Linked DNA regions of Gossypium hirsutum: region 1 is linked to region 2. Evidence: chromatin contacts called from public Hi-C data. All regions are on one chromosome and are shown on one strand. Each heading gives the region's core, a stretch centred on a gene start, on an enhancer-like site or on the middle of the called end of the contact. The rest is flanking DNA. Distances are from core to core; before and after follow the strand shown. Region 1 holds the start of LOC107887320 (sialidase). Region 2 holds the start of LOC107887318 (probable inactive receptor kinase At5g58300).

What was found. Hi-C and Micro-C count contacts between places; a contact is called where the count stands out from the background.
Region 1: a Hi-C map of leaf shows a contact between it and region 2, with 2.6 times the contacts expected there. The contact joins the promoter of LOC107887320 here to the promoter of LOC107887318 in region 2. A contact is called at or near these places in 9 of 34 Hi-C or Micro-C datasets (callus, leaf and petal).

Annotation. Positions count from the first base shown.
Region 1 is chrA03:38,394,512-38,399,498 of Gossypium_hirsutum_v2.1, reverse strand. It overlaps LOC107887320 (sialidase), which reads left to right and starts at 2,629. Exons shown (of 5, transcript XM_016811513.2): 1 at 2,629-3,181; 2 at 3,415-3,496; 3 at 4,253-4,367; 4 at 4,520-4,987. The coding sequence starts at 2,989.
Region 2 is chrA03:38,207,395-38,212,275 of Gossypium_hirsutum_v2.1, reverse strand. It overlaps LOC107887318 (probable inactive receptor kinase At5g58300), which reads left to right and starts at 3,230. Exons shown (of 3, transcript XM_016811511.2): 1 at 3,230-3,741; 2 at 4,231-4,881. The coding sequence starts at 3,680.

The DNA of each region.
Region 1 (4,987 bases), core at 1,380-3,879, 190 kb before region 2:
ATTTAGACTAAATTGAATAAACTTACAAATTTGGAATTAAAGATTCTAGGTGAATAAATAGATAAGTGAGACTGAAAGGAGACCTTATCAAGTATGTATTCAATTGTCTCCATTTAGTCTAAGTGATATCAAGAGATTAATTGGACTAAATCATTAATTGGGTAAATTTATTCATTGAGAGGTAAAAATTAAACCAATTAGAAAATTAGTCAATTTAGTTCCCTAATCAGAGAATTAATTATTAACACGGATATAAATCAACTCCTACATTTGTCTCTGATTATTACTACATAATTTTGGAACTTTTACAATTCAGTCTTTTAATTATTACTTTAGTTTGTTCTACAAATTTATGGTTTGTTCTACAAATTTATGGTTTGTCGTACTATACGTTTTGGAGAATAGCTAGCTAGACTTGTTAATTTGTATGCGTTATTTTTGTAATTCTTCGTATCACCCAATTTCCTTTGGGTTCAATCATTGGAATATTTAATACTCCATTGAAACACAAATTGTTACAACTAGACTTTTGACACTTGCAGAACACCACATTTTTATCTTATTTGCTTGCAATTTTCTTTGCTCGGTGTACGTACGCTGAGGCATGGTCAGTAACTTAATTCCAGCACTTAACCTCCAAGCTCTCTCCACCTACACTCTTCGTAATTCCCAGCTCTCCGCCCCAACTAAATGAATCAACAACCATTATCATCACCACACTTTTCTCCATACTCCTCCCTTGTTGTATCATTATATAAGTTTCATTCTTTTTATCTAAACTTGATTTTTAAACTTAATATTTTTTTATCTAAACTCTAACAATAATTCATAAGATTTTGAGGGATAATTCAACATTTAACAAATCTTTAAAAGAAATTATAATTTGAAAAAGTGGAATTTAAATAGTGCTTTGTTCAATGAAAGTAACATCTCATCTATCACTAATTTAATTTTGAGTTATTGTGGGTACAAAATTAAATTAAAGCAATGTCATGTTTTAGACGAAGTTATGACTGCCTAATACTTTAATAAAATTATAATTAATCTACTTTTTTTTAATTTACTGAAATATATATATATAATTAAAGGGTTATTTGGTGTCGTTTTAAATTTTTTCTGAAAACAAGAAAAAGAAAACATGTATTTGTTTTCAAAAACGGAAAAAGGAAGAAAAAATTCCAAAATTGTTGGAAAAAAAGAAGAAGTTCCAACTGTTTTAAGAAAAAAACAATTTCGTTTGTGACACTACTTTTATAACAAAATAATAATTAAAAATTAAAATATAAGCATAAATAATGTAGTTGGGTCTTTTATTGAATATGGTGGGAGGAGTTAGACACGTAGCCTTTCGTAAATCAATCATTCATCCACTTTTCTAAATTTTTGTTGACGTTAAATTAACACATTTGATTCATTAAAAAAAAGTCATTTTTCTTTAAAGGGCTAGTTTGGGACCAAAATTTCAAGTACATCACTATTAAAAAAATTTATCACCTATTTAAAACATAAATATAATTTAAAATAATATACAATAAATAATAAAATATATAATTCAAAATTAATTAATAATACGTAAAATATGTATTATATTGAAATAATATAGATATGCAATTAAAGGAGGTATTATGCATAATAAAAATAAAATTATTAAAATAAAATTTTAATTTAGTGATACATTTAAAGTTTTATCAATTTAATTGACGTAGTTTAAATTTTTCTATGTGCATATTTTTATTAATTTTTTTAAAAATTAAAATATTTTCTAATAATATAACTCATTTAAAATGTTAAAGAACATTTTAGTAATTTCCTAATATAATTGGTAACGGATTAACTTATAAAATCAAATCAATCAGAGCTTAAATATGAAAATAATTTTTTTTATTCATTCTATTTCTAATTTTTGGTGAAAAAACATAATTTAATATCATTTTTTGTGATAAATAAAGTGAAATAACTCTCTATTGGTTCAAATAAAATTTAGAATGTTTCTTCTACTAATATTTTTATAAATTTAAATATTGCACTAATGTCAATGTAAAAAAATTAAATTTCTTAATTTAATTATATTAATATTTATCATACTCATGAAATTTAATATTTCATATAAATTTATATTTTAATAGTAATGGAGTAGATGGTTGTTACTTTTCTTCTTTTTTTTTAAATAATGAACGGTTTACTTGATAGTTTAATTAAGAATTTTTTAAGAGTGCATAGATATTTTGTTTATAAAAAATTAAATTAAAATCAATATTAACCGAGATTCAATTATAAAATATAGTATTTTTGGTTTCTTACATCCAAATAAGAAAAATACATATTATTTGAAGTCATAATTTTAAAATTTTGTGTACCCCAATTTTACCATTAGTAATATTTAATTTTTATATTAATAATTTTAAATGTCTTGATTACCTTTATTTTTCAAAATTAGTATTTATTCCCCAAGATTTAGAAATATTTGAATGGACACTTATAATAAAAATATTTTTTTGAAAAAAAAAACATAAATTTAAGGTACAAATAACAATGGTGAGGAGAGATAAAATATTAGCATTATAAATTAATTATTACAAAAAAAATATTAGTTTATTTAAGAAAAAGAAAAGCTGTGTTGCCTGTCTCCGTAAACAAAAGCACAGATCTGATTTTAAAGCTACGAAGGAAGGATTTAGCAGTGAGCAGAACAGATCTGAACACCACTTCACTCCCCCACATACCACTTCATTAATATTATAAAGAAAAATATAATAAAAGGGCAGATAAAGTGACAGCCCGGTGACCAACTGTTTTTTGCTTTGCATTTCGTAATGGCAGAAGTAGCATTGCATTGCATTTTATCTTTTGAGGTACATATCAAGCTGTCTCAACCTCTCTGAGAAAACAAAGCTGCCATTTTACCTCACACAGGAAGAAAATAAAAACTTAAGCAACCAAGCAAGAAAGAAAGAGCGATGAGGCAGGGAGCATCAGCAACCAATTAAGATGATGAATAGGAACCTAAGGGAATCGCTGGTGAGTGGCGGCGGGAGGAATAACAGTAATAACATTCCGGCGGCCTCCCTTCATCACCGCCGTGGAAAAATTTTTAACGCTGGATTGTTCCCCAGGGATTCAGAAGAGAATTTGGATCTTTTCTCAAAGAGTCGCCGCAGCCTCTCCGTCGCCTCCTCCGATGGTACAAACTTCTCCTCTTCTGCGTTCCTTTTCTTACTTTGATGCTATTATTTTCAAATTAGTTTGTCAATTTCAAAGGGAGCAGTTAGCTAAGCTTCGTCTCTATTCTTTTCCATTTCTATTTTTCTTTCTCCCATAAATTAAGAAAATGACTGATGGTTTTGGATGCAAATATAGTCGTTTTTAGGGGAATGATAGCTAAAATAAGTTTTGATTTTGATTTTGATTTTGTAGTGTCAGTAAAACAGGGAAGAACATCACATGGATCAGATGATCTACTTTCTTCTACAGATGGAGGAAAGCATGATTATGACTGGTAAATCATTGCTATTTTATTACTATAATAATAGATTACTGGTAAATCGCATCTCTCTCCTTTCCAAATTTAATTAAACTAATCATTTGCATCATTTTCTCTTTCGGATCTGGTTTCTTTCCATAATCCAATGTTCAAAATTTTTTAAAGCTTTTTTCATATATATGGAAAATCTTTGAATGGAAAAGACAACCATCTAAATGAACGAACCTTTTCTTCTTGTGAATCTTCACTTTTTCCATTGTTTCAAGTCAATGTTAACTGGAATCCAGATCTGTCAACTAAAACTAAAACTCATTTCGCTGTTTCAATTTTATTGGAATGTGAATTTTTTTTTTGAGACTACATTTTTTGTTCATATGAACACAATTTTAAATAAATAAATTCTGAAGTTTGTGAATTGTTTGTTTTATTTAATAATTTTACTGAATTGGACCACGAATGCACCTTGATTGGTTTCGTGTGTACCAATTCGAAAATGGTTGAGAAGATAGCAATCTCTGGTATTGTTTATAATAATGTTATGCTATAACGTTGAGTTGTTGAGTTACTCAAGTGAACAAAATTCTGGGTGAAACTTTTTGCCCTAAGCTTTGAGAGGTAAAATTTGATTGCTTTAGTGATCAAATAACCGATTTGACAACCATTTCTGGGTAATATATTACCTTGCTCGCTTAATTGAGACTTGAATTTAGACTCAGTTTGGAAATCCTTGTCTCTCTCAGTTTATAATATTAACTACTTTTCCATTATTAGGCTTCTAACTCCTCCTGGAACTCCAGTCTTTCCTTCATCTGAGGGATCAGAATCTCAGTCAGCTCCAAGAAACAATTCCAAAGTTAGATCAGTTTCAACCACAAAGGCTTCAAGGGTATGCATGTCCTTAATTTTAGACTTATTTTGCTTTTTCTGTCAAAATTAGTGGTTGCACTATTTTCTGGTTAGCATATGATTGTTATTGTCCACTCAAAGTTGGCAACCATGAATGACTTTTTTTTTTTTTTTGGTTTCTCTCTGTTTCAGCTTTCAGTTTCACATTCTGAAAATAATCCTTCCTCGAGACCTGCTAGAAGCAGTTCGGTCACTCGACCTTCTCTCTCTTCTTCATACAATAACTATTCATCAAATAGGGGCAGTTCAATTCTCAATACAAGCTCAGCTTCTGTGTCATCTTATATTAGACCATCCTCACCTATCACCCGCTCATTATCTACAGCAAGACCTTCAACCCCATCTTCAAGGTCAACATCATCGCGGCCCTCAACTCCTTTGAAAGTCCGTCAATCTCCAACAAGCTCTTACCTTGACAACAGTAGGCCCTCACAAAGTTCAAGACCGTGGACTCCAACTTCTAGGCCACAAGTCCCTGCAAACTTGAACTCAACAGCTGTTCGTTCGAATTCTCGCCCATCAACTCCCACGCGTCGGAATCCAGCAGCTTCTTTGTCTTCACCAGTTAGTCCTTCACCTTCTTCTAATGGGCGCACTGTT
Region 2 (4,881 bases), core at 1,981-4,480:
TATTTAATAAAAATATTTACGGGCTTGGTTTACAGAAATAAGGTCCTAATACCTCATTTTTCAAAACAACTTAACTTTAAGGACGGACCACTTATACTTAACTAATTATCCAATTAAAGGAAATTATCAAATCAAAATTCTCTATATCATAATATATGACTCATAAATATTAAATAATAATATTTACAAACTCACTCGTTAGAATGGTGGTCCCGAAACCATTGTTTCCGACACCACTGGAAAATGGGTTGTTACACCAAAAAACCCATCATGGATATGAGGGGGCAACAATCCTAGTAGGGATATTAAGAGATGTTGTCCACCATACTCCTACTCTACGTAGGAAGTTGTTTTTCTGGTTGAAATAATCTTTTACAATTTAATAGGGGTTTTACTTTCTCTCCTTATAAATGATGGCACCAATAAAGTTATTAACATAACTTTAAGATATTGTTATCCTATCAAAAAATGGAGAGAATTTATTGTCAAATATTAAATATATTTTTCTAGAATAACAATTCTGTCAGTTTCTATTTGAGGAGAGAGAATCTTCGTTTTCACCCTAAAAGAAAATAATTTTTTTTCTAGTTTTGTGTTTTGATTCAATTGGATCGAACCCACACTTGAAGCAGTTCATGGTATGAGAATAGTAAAAAAGATCGTTTGGTTCAAAGTAAAAAAAAAAATCAAGGATTCTTTTATCCGAAAAAATAAGTATGATTTCGGTTTAAGGTTTATTGCTATAAATATAACAAACCGAGTCAGTTTTCAAAATTTTAATTTTTCGCTGTGCAAGAAAACTATTTTCAACCCGAGTTTTTTTTCCCAATATCAATGTTGGGGCACCAGTCTTTCAATGTCGCAACATCCAACTTTGAAGCCAAGGAAGTTCAGTTCGATATTCAGTGTCGCAACATTGGTTCGACAAGGCTCAATTTACATCTGAGGGTGTTTTAGTCTGCATAGTCTTAATTAAATGTGATTAGTCATTTGTAATTAACCCAATTCGGTCATACAACACTATTATTATAAATAGCAAAGCTCAAGACTTGATTAGAGGCATTTTTCCCTTTGTTTAATTTCTTTCTGCTTAGATTAAAGTTGAAATTGGGTGAAATTGCTGCTTTACTTTGGTTGATGTTAATTTCAGTTTTTGTCTTTAGTTTGTTCATCAAATCTTATTATTTCTTTTGGTTTTGCTTGCAATCTACTTCAACTCAACATCTGTTTAATAGGTTTTTCGTTTCTGTACGGAGTCGACATCAAACATATCCAATTTCTCTTTTCTTTTTCTTTTATTTTAATATTTAGTTTAAATATTTAAATTTAAATGAGGGAAATTCGCATCCATGATGAACTAAAACCTTATAGAGATTGACGAGCGGATGTGAGATTAATTAATATTTTAGGGTTTGCTTTATAGTTAGTTGAGTTGGGTTGAGTGTGATTAAATCCTAGAATTGACGACCCTAGTAAGTATTTTAGGTAGATGAGGTTGAAAGAGTAGTCTATCGAGCATCTCTCAATTTATCTCGATTTAAGTTGTGAGGTCAAAAAATAAATAGCTTCTGCCGACTAGTTAATTTAATTAGAGGTCGAAAGATAATAATTAGGTTAATTAGTTGATTCATTAAAACCCTAAATCCGAAGTTAATTTTGAACACTGAAAAGAGTTGATCTTCTCTTTATTTAATTTGAGCAAAATCCATTTGTTTGCTAGTTTTCTTATTTTTATGTTAATTTTTTTTCATATTATTCTCTTTTATTTTTCATACTATAAGATTATATTATTACTGTTTAGCCCACTTAGTTTAGAAATTATTAGTTAGTTTAATTCAACTTCCTTGGGTACGATCCTTGGAACACTTTTGTGTTCCATTGTAGCTTCTATATTACAACCTAACCCAGATACTTGTGGACGCCGCTTAATTTATATCTTTTTGTTGCAGTAGTTTAAGTCCCGACGTTCGCACGTTGGGACGATGGTCAATACCTATATCTAATCTAGTACTTATATTTAAGCAATTTACTTAGTTAATGTCACTTTTAACTAAGTTTCCAACTCAGTTATGAAATTTTAAAAAAATACTTTTCTTTTAAATTATAATTAATATTATTATGTTGACACTTTTATTTTTTTATACTTTTATATCATCTTTAAATAAAAGGATTAAAAATTAAAAATCCAAAAATTTAACACGTGTTCAATTGTATTAAGATATAAAGTCATTACCAATCCACCTATATTCATTGTTAAATAAATTTTAAAGATAAAACATTTCTTTTACCCATATCGTGATTGAGACAAAATGTAATTATTATTATATTATTTAAATGTTAGATTGAGTTAGTGTCACGTGTTAACTTGAAAAATACTCAATCAATATAATTACTAAATAAATAAATAACAATAAATATTATTATGGGTATTTTTGTTTTCCATACCTTTATATAAAATCTATAAAATATAAATATACAAATGCTAAGATTTCAACTTAAAATATTAACTTAATATCTTATACATACACGCTATAGTAAGGTTCATACGGTAAAAGAAGGAAAGGTAAACTACCTCATTAATCACTTTAAATTAGGGTTTTTTGATTTTGATTACTCAATTTTTTTGTCAATTTAATCATTACCATTAAAAAAATATATTTAAAATAATCACTCAGCCGTTATGTCATTAACATATTGATTCGATAAAAGATATTATTGTCGGTTCAAAAGTTTTTCTTTTCAAAATTTTTCTTTTATGTATATATATTATAAATTATATATATAGATAATGTATATAATTACTACAAATAATTATTTCTTTAAATGCTACATTCCTTTTCAATTTAATGTTAAAAAATAATGAAATTAATGAAGTACATATTAAAATCCTATAAATACGGTTTAAATAAGATTAAACATGTATGTATATTAACTTAAAATAAAATACTATTTAAAAATAAAAAATAAAAAACATTTTAAATTTAAATTAAGAAATTTTTATATAATACTGAACAACACTATAAATACTGTTTAAAATTTTAAATTTTTTATTATAATTAATTTAAATTAAAATCTTTTGAAAATAAATACATTCACATTTATTTCTCATATCATTAAGTAAATTTATAACAAAAATAAAAGAAGTAGTTGAATCCAAAACCTTAATTTATAATTTATTTATTAATAAATATAAAGAATTTATTAACGGAGAAAAGTTGGTTAATGGGGAAGGATTAGTTAGAGAGTGTAGAAGAAAAGTTTGACTAGGAGTCCACCTACTCTTTTCAGTACTCAATGCAACGTCTTTATTTTTAGGAAGCAATTCTTAATTTTGGTCAAACAATTTTCAGATTCCGTCGGCTCCGACTTTCTTCCAGATCTGCACTGCATTTTCGAGCTTAAGCCCTACGCTATCCTCCAATAACACCTGCGCACTGCCTCTTAACTCCCTCTTTTTTTCGTGGAAGGAATGCAAATTCCAAAACCCAGATTGTCCAATTTAGCTGCTTAGCCTCTTGGCGCTTTGTAACCCCATTTTTGCTAAAGGTTTGTTTCACATATAATTTCTTCTTTCCTTTATATATTTTAGTTCAAGTGGAAGGAAGAAAGCTCCTCTGCATTTCGGAACTTGGTTGTTTTAACTGCAATGTTCGTTCCTTGGGAGCTATAATTTTCAAGAATGTATGTCTCTAATGAATTCTACAATTGCTTCCGGGAAGGAAAAAAAAGCCATTGCATATTGTAAGTTCAACTCATCTCTTATTTTTTTTCCTTTTGAATATGTTTCTTTATTTAGCTTGTCTTAAATATTGTACCAACATTATGTTCTTCAGCTTCTGATTTTTGGGAAAATTCATAAATTTATCATATTATTCCATATTATATCTAATATTTAAATATTTTATTCGTATTGTGTCTGTTTCACAAACCAGAAAGCTTGACTTGATATATAACCTCTAATTAATCCAAAGTAAATATCTTGTCATTGCTTGTGCTCTGTTTGAGCTGAAAAAGGAACTTTGACTAAACCATGCTTTTATCTCCTTTATGATTTTTCATGTCTTTATTTTTATAGAGATTATTATCATTATAGTTATTAACTTGTTCTCATAGTTTCCATACTCATTGTATGCTGGACAAATGTTGACTGCTTTTATATGATTGAGAAGAAAGTTTTTAAAATACCATCCTTTTAAAGATTTTCTAACTAAACCTGTTGATAAATGGCAGGGGAATGAAGACTGCTGAAATGAAGCTGGCATCCTACTTTGCTGCATTTGCTTGTCTGTTTCTTTGTTGCGGTTCAGGAACAGTTGCTGACTTAGACTTAGATGAGCAAGCCCTCCTGCAATTTTCTGCCACAGTTCCTCATGGCCGTAAACTTAATTGGAGTCCTGCTACCCCGGTATGCACTTCATGGGTTGGCATCAATTGCACCAAGGACGGCTCCCGTGTAATAGCCTTGCACCTTCCTGGTGTTGGACTGCACGGTCAAATTCCAGCCAACACACTCGGAAAGCTTGATGCTCTCATGATCCTCAGCCTTCGGTCGAACCGTCTCAGCGGGAACCTTCCATCTGATGTACTCTCCCTTCCCTCTCTTCGTTATGTATACCTTCAGCATAACAACTTTTCAGGTGACATCCCTTCCTCTCTCCCTCTCAGTCTGGATTTCCTTGATCTCTCCTTCAACTCCTTGACAGGCAGCATTCCAACCGCAATTCAGAATCTAACAAACCTGACTGGTTTAAACCTTCAGAATAACTCCCTTACAGGACCTATTCCCGATTTCAATCTTCCAAGGCTTAGGCTTTTGAATTTGAGCTACAACCATTTAAATGGATCAGTCCCATCTTCCTTCCAGAAGTTCCCTGCTTCTTC